2 separate regions of the Sus scrofa genome follow, and region 2 is linked to region 1. A link is a contact called in public Hi-C data. All regions are on one chromosome and are shown on one strand. Each heading gives the region's core, a stretch centred on a gene start, on an enhancer-like site or on the middle of the called end of the contact. The rest is flanking DNA. Distances are from core to core; before and after follow the strand shown.

The links. Hi-C and Micro-C count contacts between places; a contact is called where the count stands out from the background.
Region 2: a contact with region 1 is called in a Hi-C map of liver, with 2.5 times the contacts expected there. The contact joins two enhancer-like sites. A contact is called at or near these places in 2 of 47 Hi-C or Micro-C datasets (both in liver).

What each region holds. Positions count from the first base shown.
Region 1 is chr1:84,554,672-84,560,445 of Sscrofa11.1, forward strand. No RefSeq gene overlaps it. Among named protein-coding and RNA genes, the nearest start is that of FAM46A, 13 kb to the left of the region's middle. Within about 2 kb of position 1,415, at least 4 of the 83 cell types and tissues checked have an H3K27ac peak or open chromatin away from gene starts, as enhancers often do. A contact at or near this core is called in liver, where this site is marked.
Region 2 is chr1:84,910,145-84,915,568 of Sscrofa11.1, forward strand. No RefSeq gene overlaps it. Among named protein-coding and RNA genes, the nearest start is that of FAM46A, 370 kb to the left of the region's middle. Within about 2 kb of position 3,272, at least 3 of the 83 cell types and tissues checked have an H3K27ac peak or open chromatin away from gene starts, as enhancers often do. A contact at or near this core is called in liver, where this site is marked.

The DNA of each region.
Region 1 (5,774 bases), core at 165-2,664:
CATCAAAACAAGGAAAATCTGAAAACTGCCACAGCCAAGAGGAGCCTAAGGAGACAGGACAACTAAATGTTATGGCTTGGATGGATCTGGGACAGAAAAGGACATTGGGTAGAGCCTAAGGGAATCTGAATAAAGTACTGTATTATGGAAATAATAATGTTTCACTATCAGTTCATTAGTTATGGCAAATGTACCATGCCAAGGTAGGCCATTAACCATGGGGAAGGTGGGTGTGTGTGGGGGGGTGTTCTAGCTTCACAATTTTTATGTAAATCTAAAACTATTCTCAAATAAAATATTTATTAAAAAGTGAAGACTGAGTGATCCTGCTCTGCTATTTCTAGGGAAGTGACTTCAATTGTAAAAATAATAGGAGTGAAGTTATTTGTTGTTGTTGTTTGTTTTTTAATGTTAGGAGAGCATGGGAAAGAGTGAAAATAAAATGATGTGTTTTACTACAAAGCTTTAGGCAAGACTCATCTACAAGTTTGGGGGAAGAGGAAGAGGGTTCAAGAGAGCTGAGTTATAGGCAAGTGTAGTTTTTTTTTTATGGAAAGACAGGAGGAATTCATATTAGTGTTTTAAGGAAGGGGATACTGAATGTAATTACAAACCATTGTGTAGATATTCATAAACACGGAGTTCTAAAATGAACAAGGGACTAAAATTCCATTTTCATTGCCCAAGTATACAGAAAACCCTGGCAAGTTGTTTAGGAACTCTTTGCAAGGGAGTAAATTACATACATACTTACGTACGTATGTACGTACACACACACACACAGACACACACACACACACACACACACACACACACACACACAGAGTCCCACTTGTAGCATATGGAAGTGGAAGTTCCTAGGCCAGGGACTGAATCCCAACTGCAGCTGAAACCTACTCCAGAGCTGCAGCAACACCAGATTCTTGAACCCACTGAGCAGAGCTGGAGATCAAATCTGTGCCTCCACAGCAACCCAAGCCACTGCAGTCAGATTCTTAATCCACTAGGCCACAATGGAAACTACTACCTTTTTTTCTAAATGCTGGGGAGGTTAATATTTCATGGAATGTTGGCATGAATTATAATTTAATATAAACAACCACTTTCACAATGTATCCGCTTTCCTAAACTTTTTCAGTATATCAGGTTTTCTTAAACTGAAGTGACACCTGTTCTTAAATTTACTTTCTCAGTTCAATCCCTGGCATTAAAAATCATTTAAAAATTATGTTTTCAAAAACTGATGCCCTTGGTAATTGTTAAAAGCAGTGATTCCAGCTTTGTAGTTTATGAAGTTAGGACAAATCATGTGCTTTCTTGCTGAGGGACATGGAGCACCCTGACAGCAGGAATTTTATGAGTGTGGGGCTAAGTTCTTTCTAACCTCCATAATGGAAAGTTCCCTTCAGAATCCCCTTCAGAAACTATTGATTTTCCAGCACAGTGTGTACTTATCAGTAATGCCAAGATTTTGTGGCATCATCTGGCCATGTCATTAGAAAACAGCTGAAACCCTATTCTTTTTTTTTCTTCTCTTAGCAAATTCCGACATAATGAGCTGCACTAGGCACAATGGATAACGCCATGCTGTGCATTGATTTGGAATTGCATAAGGGCTGGAGTATCTTCCTGTAGATCTCTTCAAATGAGGTAAAGAAGGTCATGGTTCATATGTTCTTTATGTTAACAGGGAATAATAAAAGGTGTTAAAATAGCTGCATGTTAGAGTCCAATTATTAGAGAAGAGAAACAAATTTAATCACATTCAAGGCCTAAAGGCTGAATGAGAGTTGCCAGATTTAGGAAATAAAAATGCACAATGCCCAGTTAAATTTGAAATTCAGAGAAACCATAATTTTTTTTTAAATGTATAAGTATGTCCCATGCAATATTTTGGACACACTTATACTAAATCTATATTTATCTGAAGTTCAAATTTTACTGAGAGTCCTATATTTTATCAGGCAATTCCCCAGCCCCTATAGGATTACAAAATAAGGCTGAAAAAGCTACCTACTTTAGAGTTGGAGTCCAGAACACTTTATAACTTGTTAATAGCTAACTTTAAATACCATTAAACACTGCATGCACAGAGAGCACCCATAGCAGCAGAGTCTTTGAAACATGGTTCATTCATTAAATATTTGCTGAATGCTTTTTAAGTGTTGATACTTGTGCTAAACTCTGAGACCCAAAAGAAGGGAAAGTCCTGCTCCATTGACCTTTAGAAGGCTGGATTCCACTTACGAGTAGATCTTAGTTGCTGAAAATGAATTTTCTCAACTACCCTGGGGTTAATTACTCACGAGGCTTAGCTCTGCATGGGGTGCCATAAAGAGCCCTGTGGACTGATGGAGAATTGGAATGAGGGTAATAGCCCTTGAAATATGCCTTCGTGGGAGCTTTCGGAGGTGGATGGCCCAATGGGTGGCCCTGTCTGTATAGGCACTGGCCATTTGCTTGTTTTGCAGGAAAAGGATCAAGGTGGACATTTTGCAATTTCTGCTGAGGGAGGTGAAAATTCCCCCTGAGCTCCTGGACACTTGTGTTCTCTTTTCAAAACCACCACAAAAATCTTTAAGGTTTAAGTAGAATGCACCTTGAAATTTTATTGCCTTATAATTCTATTTGGTGCAGCACATTAAAATTCTCTTGAGTGTTTCTTATGTAACCACTTCTGGTTAACTGTCATCTTGAAGTTATTAGTTTTTGCTGCTTTTATTTCCAGAGCTGTGAAAGTCCCTTTTTCGGTTGCTTCAAGTGCACCACGCACCCCAGACCTTACCCCTTCCCAATTTGTGTCGAGCTAAATTGTGTTGTCATTCTGGGTATTTGTTTCATCAGGGTACAGATCTTATTTAGGGCGCGTTTCTAACTGTCCCTGTTTTTTTATGTTACTCCCCCAGATTGCATGGGGTAAGAGGAATCCACAACTTTTGCCATCATCAAAACATTTAATAAATACTTACTTTCTCAGGCCCTTGGCTTGTTACTCTGAGAAGATTTACAAAGAGTTATACAAAGCTGGCTCCTTTTCACTAGCAGACTTAATTGAAAAGTGACACAGGGATATGAACAAACAAATAAAAGACAAAGCAGCAGTGAAGTTAAGGAATTTGCCAGAATCTGAGTAGCCAAGCTTGTTCCCACTTTAGAGCATCTGCTGGTCATTCCATCTCCTTAGAAAGCTCTTTGTCCAGATTTTTCCATCTCTTTTTTCTTCACTTTATTCTTATTCTTATTATCCTCATTATTATTATTGCCACCACCAGTTGTTTTTATTGAAATGATACTTTCTCAAAGAGATCCTTCTACTTGGAGTTCTCCTCCAAGATTTTTATTGAGTTACTCCAATTAGCCCTTATCTTAATTTGAGATGCCTATTATTAATACATGTGTCTCTACCTGAAATTATAAGTTGATTTATGGTTTGTCACCACAGAATGAAGTTCCATGAAGGGAAGAACTTTGTCTAATTCTCTCCCATACTCTTAGTGTCCAACATAGTGCCTGCTACGTAGGAAGTGCTGGTTAAATTTTGGTGAATGAAGAGATGACTGGATCCCATTTGGCTCAGGATGAGAGGTGAGGTGAACTAGCTTTAAAGAAGATGTGAAAACAGTGAAGAATAGTACAGAACACTGTTAAAACAAGAGAAAGGTTGTCTGCTCATCATCTCCGGGTGAAGAATTCCAGTCTTGAAGCCCTAAAGGAGCACCAAACAGGGAAGAAAGACAGTCTCCAGGGGGATGTTCAGGGTAGAAGTCTTCCAGCCTCTTCTTGGTTCCTGAACCTGCGCAGTGGAGAACAGTGGGCCCGCTTAGGCGCTTGGTATTTGTGTGGCATGATGCCTTTAGTGCCCACGGGTCTGCTCTCTTTGTTTCAAACCTACTAGGCAGCCAGGTAAATGGAGGACTTCAGCTGTCCTGGGCAGAGACTACTATCTCTTTTTCATCACCTGCCACATCTCTCAGAACTGGGGGATTTCAGAGAAAAGTTTTGCAGACAATGAGTACAAAGACTGAAGCCAGTCTCATATTCTGAGTAGGGGCTGTTAGGGTGGAAATTCATTGTGCTCTTTGAAGGCCTGTGTAGAAAGGGCAATCTTTACCTCAGCCCTTACAGCCGATGAGACAATCAGCATCGCCATCAGTGTCCTTAGCCAGTCAAGCCTCATGGAACAAACTGCCGTGTCCTGGGGCGTTGTACCTGTCATGACAATTTGTTGTTGATGTTTCATGAGTGTCCCAATTGCAGAATCACATAGGGTCACACTAAAGCTTCTGGTTTGGGGTGTGGTTTTATATTTTTTTTATTTAATTTAATTTTTTTTTTTGTCTTTTTAGTGCCACACCTGCAGCACATGGAGGTTCCCAGGCTAGGCGTCAAATCAGAGCAGCAGCTGCCGGCCTACACCACAGCCACAGCAACACTGGATCCTTAACCCACTGAGCGAGGCCAGGGATCGAACCCGCAACCTCATGGTTCCTAGTCGGATTTGTTTCCAATGTGCCATGATGGGAACTCTGGGTGCAGTTTTAGAATTACCAAAGAAGTTGAAGATCTGATGCTGTAAGGACCCTGGACTTCCAAAAATCATTGAGAAATGAGTTTCAGACTTTAATTATTGCCACTTATATTCATTAAAACCAACCTGAACTCTCTGGATCTTGTCCTAAGTCCCAAATCTCTTAACTCATAACAATTCTTATGAGGAGGGATGTTGGGAGAGAAACTGATGGAGAGAAAGGAAACAGCATGCTATATTTCATATAAAGTACTGACCTTTTCATATAAATCTTCTATTATAAAGCAGGTAGGTTTGCAGCTTCTGAATGAACTCAAGGTTTTAAGAGCCACTTGAAGAAATCTCTAAAAGATGAGCATAAAAAGGAGTTCCCTTTGTGGCTCAGCAATTAATGAACCTGACTAGTGTCCATAAGTATGTGGCTTCAATCCCTGGCCTCGCTCAGTGGGTTAAGGATCGGGTGGTGCCGTGAGCTATGGTGTAGATCGCAGAAACGGCTCAGATCTCACATTGCTGTGGCTGTGGTGTAGGCTGGCAGCTGTGGCTCATATGTGACTCCTAGTCTGGGAACTTCCATATGCTATAGGTGTGGTGCTAAAAAAAAAGAAAAAAAAGATAGGCATAAAAAGACATACCTTTCCTTCATTTCTACAAAAGGACAACCATTCACAGAGTATGTGCTCACTAGGATTCTGACTCTTGACTCCGTGAGAAGTCTGTCTTTTTTTCCTCCTGTTCTGGGTGATCTTTCCAGGCCATCTGGAGGAAGGACCTGACATCTGTGGACTTCTTTCTCTGGCTCAGGATGCTCAGCACTTGATGTGCATCATATATCATCTTCATTAATAGCCCATCATGCCATTATTTCTTCCACGCTCCTGTGTAGGAGGTGAGTTCTAGCTCTCCAGCTGGAAAGGAGAAGAGGGAGGATTCTGGGGCGAGTCTTGAACTTCACATTCTTTGCTCCCTTCTAACCTCCCCACCATCTCTTTCCCACCTCTCACCCTTGGCTATGGATGGTCAGTGCTACTGTTTCTCTCAATCCTCTAAACTTAAGTGCAGGAGAAAGAATATGCAGCCCAGCTCAGCTGAGGTCATGTAAACCCTAAGAGAAAGAGTGCTTACAGGATGTGAATAGTTCCTCAGAACAGGCCTTAGAGGCAGTGAATGATATCAGTAGTACATGTTTGATTAGGTAAAATGTTATATTTTCCATTAGGTCATCAAAATAATCCTGAGAATTAGA
Region 2 (5,424 bases), core at 2,022-4,521, 360 kb after region 1:
CTGAGGAAAAATGTAAATAAGAAGAAAATCTTCCACCAAAAGATATTGAATTATTTATTTTAAAGTCCAAGAGGAATGATCTTTTTCAAGTACTCTCTAGTTTGGATTCTATCAGTAAGTATTAAATGCAGGCTCCAGTTAATGAATTAGATTCTCTCTCCACAGACAATGTATGTGACACTTTTTCAGTTTTTTTAATTTATTTCATCACAAAGACCAACCTGGTTTGAATCCTGGAAAACAGTTGGCAAATGGGGATTGCCGCATGTGACACACAAAATTAATTAAAAACCTTTTTTTTTGGCTGTGGTTCACAGCATGTGAAAGTTCCCAGGGCAGGGCTCAAATCCACACCACAGCAGTAACCTAAGCCACAGAAGTTACAACACTGGGTCATTAACCCACTGAGCCACCAGGGAACTCCCACACAAAATTAATTTGATGAGGAGCAGATGTTATGCTTTTTCAACTACCAATTACTCACCTGTCTGAAAATTTGCAAACCAAGTAATAAATAAGATCACATTACATAAATATATTAATTCATTTATAACAATGTCTATTGTAAAATTCATTTATTCAATGATTGGATCAGGAAGATGTGGTATATATACACAATGGAATACTACTGGCCATAAAAAAGAACAAAACAATGCCATTTGCAACAACATGGATGGAACTAGAGACTCTCATACTGAGTGAAGTAAGTCAGAAAGAGAAAGACAAATACCATATGATATCACTTATATCTGGAATCTAATATATGGCACAAATGAACCATTCCACAGAAAAGAAACTCATGGACTTGGAGGATAGACTTGTAGTTGCCAAGGGGGAAGGGGATGGAGTGGAATGTTTTGGGACCTTGGAGTTAGTAGATGCAGACCATTGCTTTTGGAATGGATTAGCAATGAGATCCTGCTGTGTAGCACTGTGAACTGTCTAGTGACTTATGATGGAGCATGATAATGTGAGAAAAAAGAATGTTTGCATGTATGTGTAACTGGGTCACCATGCTGTACAGTAGAAAATTGACAGAACACTGTAAACCAGCTATAATGGAAAAAAATAAAAAAATTTATCGAGTGGGTAATATTGCATTATTCTATACACTGGAAACCAAATACATTTCTAAGATCTTATAGAACATTTATTCTATTTGAAGGAGACAGCAACTAAACAAATACGTAATATAATATCAGACAGTAGTAGTCATTTGAAAGAAATAAAGCAAACTAGAAGATAGAATGATGGTTGTGTGTTCTCATAAGGCCATTGGTAAGTCTCCTCTTTAAGAAGTCATTACTATAGATAAAATAGATAATAAGGAACTGCTATATAGCACAGGGAACCCTATATGGGAAAATAATCTGAAAAAGAATGAATATATGCATATGTATAACCGATCCACTTTGCTGTACACTTGAAACTAACTCAACATTGAAAATCAACTGTACTCCAATAAAATTTAAAGAATAAAATAAGGGATGGCTATTCAGGTTGTCAAGCAACTATACTCCAGTATAATACAAAAAAATAAAAATAATAACATGCTCCCTAGACTTGCTATGCAGTGGGTCTAGACTTTCAGGCATGCAAGATGCAAAAGTCCTAGAGATCTGTTGCACAAAAGGCATAGAGTTAAAAATATTGTACACTTAAAATTTTGTTAATAAGGTAGATGTCATGTTTGTGTGCGTGTGTGTGTGTGTGTGTGTGTGTTAAGTCATAATAAAAAATACTCCTTAGGGGAAAAAATTTGACTTTGGGCAAACACCCTAAAAAAATGCGGGGGTAAGCATGTCCTTATCTGGGGGAAGAGAATACAAGGCAGAGGGAATGGCAGGTGCAAATGCCCTGAGACTGGCATCTGCTTGGTGTGCTCCTGGCACAGCAAATGTGATGGGAACAGAGTGAGAAGAAATGCTGCAGAAGATGAATTCGCAAGGGAGCTACATGTGTTTGTTGAAGTCTATAGGCTATGGTGGAATTTAAGATTGTGTGTTGGGAAACCATGGTAAGTTGAGTAGGAAAGTAACTTCATCTGACTTACATTTTTAAAAAACTACACTCCAGCTACTATGTTGAAAACAGTCAGGAGAACAGTCAGGAGGAGGCCAAGTGTGGAAACCAGCCCGGAAGCTGTTGGAATAGTCAAGATATTAGAACTTCCACCTGCTCCCAGCAAAACGTGCATCACATAGAAACTAGAGTTTTCAATCATCCAAATCCTCTTTAACAATACTTAAAATTTTGAAACTCCTTGATTTTTTAAAAAAATCTCCATCAATTTCACTTAAAACAGAGAAGGATTTATTAAAGAGCTGATAGTGATATTTCACAATGAATTTTCACAGTATTTGATAACCAAGTGCTATGAGGAGTGTGGCATTTATCTATGCATGTTTAAGATGCTTGTCAAAAAATAACATGACAAAGGGAGATGCCACATTTTTGAGCCCTTGGGAGCAAGTCCTTTGCCTATAGGAAGTTGGAGGAACTCTCATTCTCTTCTCAGTAACCTTCAGTTTGTACCCCCTTCCCAGTTGCTGGCAAGTGGTTCTGCTAGGTTCCTGACATCCAAGTGTATAGTCATGTGACACCTGCCATTTTCACTGAGTCATCAGGTTTGATGGGTAGCTGATGGACTCTAGGCTCTCGTGTACATCTTAGTGAATTCAAGAGGCTAATGGCTCTGCACACCAACATTTCCCCATGCCTCTGACTAACTATCTCAAGGTACATGTGGGCTTGTGTCCTTTAGAGATCACAGAGGGATCCCAGCTCAGAAAGAGTTGGGCCTTGAGTGCCGAAGTCACCAGAGAGTGACTAAGGAGAACTCTCGGTTGGACATTCCTTCCTCTTCAGTACTGCTGAGATGGAGATAAGCAACCTCTTGGTAGAGGGGGCAAGGAGATGAGAAGGGAGGTGTTGTCAACCATCTCCAAGCCCAGGTTTGCCCCCTTTGGTTGGAATTCTAGGACTCTGAGCTAGCAGGTCGATAGAAATCAAACATCCACATAATAGATAAATAACAAAAATCAACACAAAAATGGAACTTGTGGTGCATTCATCTTTGTGGGAAACAGAATGTCAGTGTCCCATGCATGCAGCAAAGGAATGGAAGAAAGCCTAGGAAGTGAATTCATATCTCACAGCTATCTGTCTAGCTGTGTCTCTGAGTTTGCTTTCGTATTCTTCCTCCTGTCTGGCCTCCAGTTGCCGCAGAGATAACTCAGAAGGCCGTCTCCTCCCCCTGTCCCACATTCACAGCTGACCAAAGTCCCCCATCCTTCTCACTTTCCCTCACCCCTGCTCTGTTTTTCTCAGCATAGCTAATGGACCTCACTCAATCTGACCTACATCGGAGGGATGGTGACCCAAAAAGAAATGTCTCATCTCTGACTCACTTTTCCCTTTTAGCTTCTTCTCCCGTCATCTCCCTAAACCAGAGGGATGGAATTTTCTCTTACTTCTCTTGTCACCTACACGGGAATTCCACCTTCTTGATCAAAGAGTCATGAATGGCAGTGAGGAGAGAAAGCTCTTTGCTTACAAATGAGCAGTCCTATTACCTGTAATCAGCCTCTCCAGTTTCTTCCAGTTTCCATAGGTTTGTGTCTGTAAAGCCCATAATGGATGGTTTTGCCCCACACTCCCAATTTTAGTTGTGCTCTCCTGGGTCTCATATTTGTGTTAATAGATTCCGGGTCCTACCTCTGTTGTAGGGTGTTGTTTGAACAGAACAGGAAAGAGAAAAGAAACAGCACACACACGAAATAAAGATTAACTTGCCTGTATGTGGGTCTTGCTATTTCAGCAGCCAATGACAACAGGTAGAACTCCAGAGCTCTGAAGGTCACATAAATGTATGCTGGCTGGGTCAGTGCTGCAAAGCAAATATTTAGTAAGGGTGTCAATCAATAGTAATCTTTTGTACCATATTTTTCTTTCATAAGATGCCAGGCTGGCTAGAGTTCCACTGATTTGATGCCTAAAAAGAGTAACTGGGATATTTATGAGTTTTGGAGGGAAGGAGATGGTGGGTGAAAATTTGGTACTGAAAGGTAACAAAAGCTCACTTTGAAATAGTACACCTTTAATTGGCTATTCCCAAATGCAGATGAAGCTATTTTGTGGGCTCCTGGTTCTAAACTCCTGAAAAGGGTTGGGGTGGGGTAGGGTTGAAGTTCAGGGAGAAAGACATGAGGGAGAAAAATATTGAATTTGAGGAAGGAAGTTCAATAAACTCTACTGTTTTTGCCCACTCAAATTTTCCACCAATTGATAAATGAGGCCAGATGTTAATTTTATACTGATAAAGGTGACATGGGAGAATGTGACTTAGCTCATGATGGCAGTAAGTTCTTATCATCAAGAATGCCCCTAACAACTAGTTGCTAGATTAGGCAGTGCTGACCAAGAGAAGCCTCACCTTGTGTATAGATGGGAGACACACAACTCAGAAGAGTCCAGCTCGCTATGGGCAGCTAGGCTTCTAGGAAAAAGCACAGAAAGTCTCCACCTGCTGTTTCTTCCTTTAAAGGTACAGCTTGGCTTCAACTTCCTCCTCCTCTGCTACTGGAATTCCCTTCACATGAAAGGAACTATTAGAAGCTTTGCTAATAGTTCCCTATCCACTGGAACTTCAGTGTTGTGGGGGATTCTACCCTCTTTGTTGAAATGTCCGCCTTAAAACCAAAGTTTACTCATCAACCTTAACCTATGAATATCCCATAATATCAAAGAAAGGGGGAAAAAAAAGCCAATCACTGGTGATAAGTGAAAAGAGAGAAAGAAGGTAGATAAGAAAAAAATAAAGTGCTAAAGTTGGATTCAGATATATTTGTTTTTCTTTTGCATTTCTAAGGATTAGCATGACCTTTGGCCATTAGGAAATCATGATTTTAAAAAAGGAAGTGAATGTTGAAAAGAAAAATGAAGAATATAAATTTTTTATGACACCTTGATTACATTTCTTGAAATGTATTCCCCTGGAGAAGCCAGGATGATATTCTGGCAATACTTGCCTTCTTTGAGGGCATTGCATGAATAAATTCTATTAAATGTAATCAAAATATGAGGAGATTTCTTCTTGCCAAAATGATTGAGGTGTGACGTGTTCTTTATAACCAGCTGTTGGGAACAAACTGTTTTCCTTAAAGGGTGGTCCACAAACACCAGGCATTCTTTTCAGTATTCAAGTGTTTAAAATTTTACAAATTTATACATTCCAATATTTTATTTAGAAAATTGATTTATATGGATATCATAAATTATACAAACTTTCATAGTTGCAACCTTGACCATTACACAACTCAATAAAAGAAGTCTAAAGACTTTTGGGTTGTTCCTCTGTTTGTCATAAAAGAGAAGCTCAAAAAAGGACTTATGCCATTATTTTGAACACATTTTAAAAAGTCT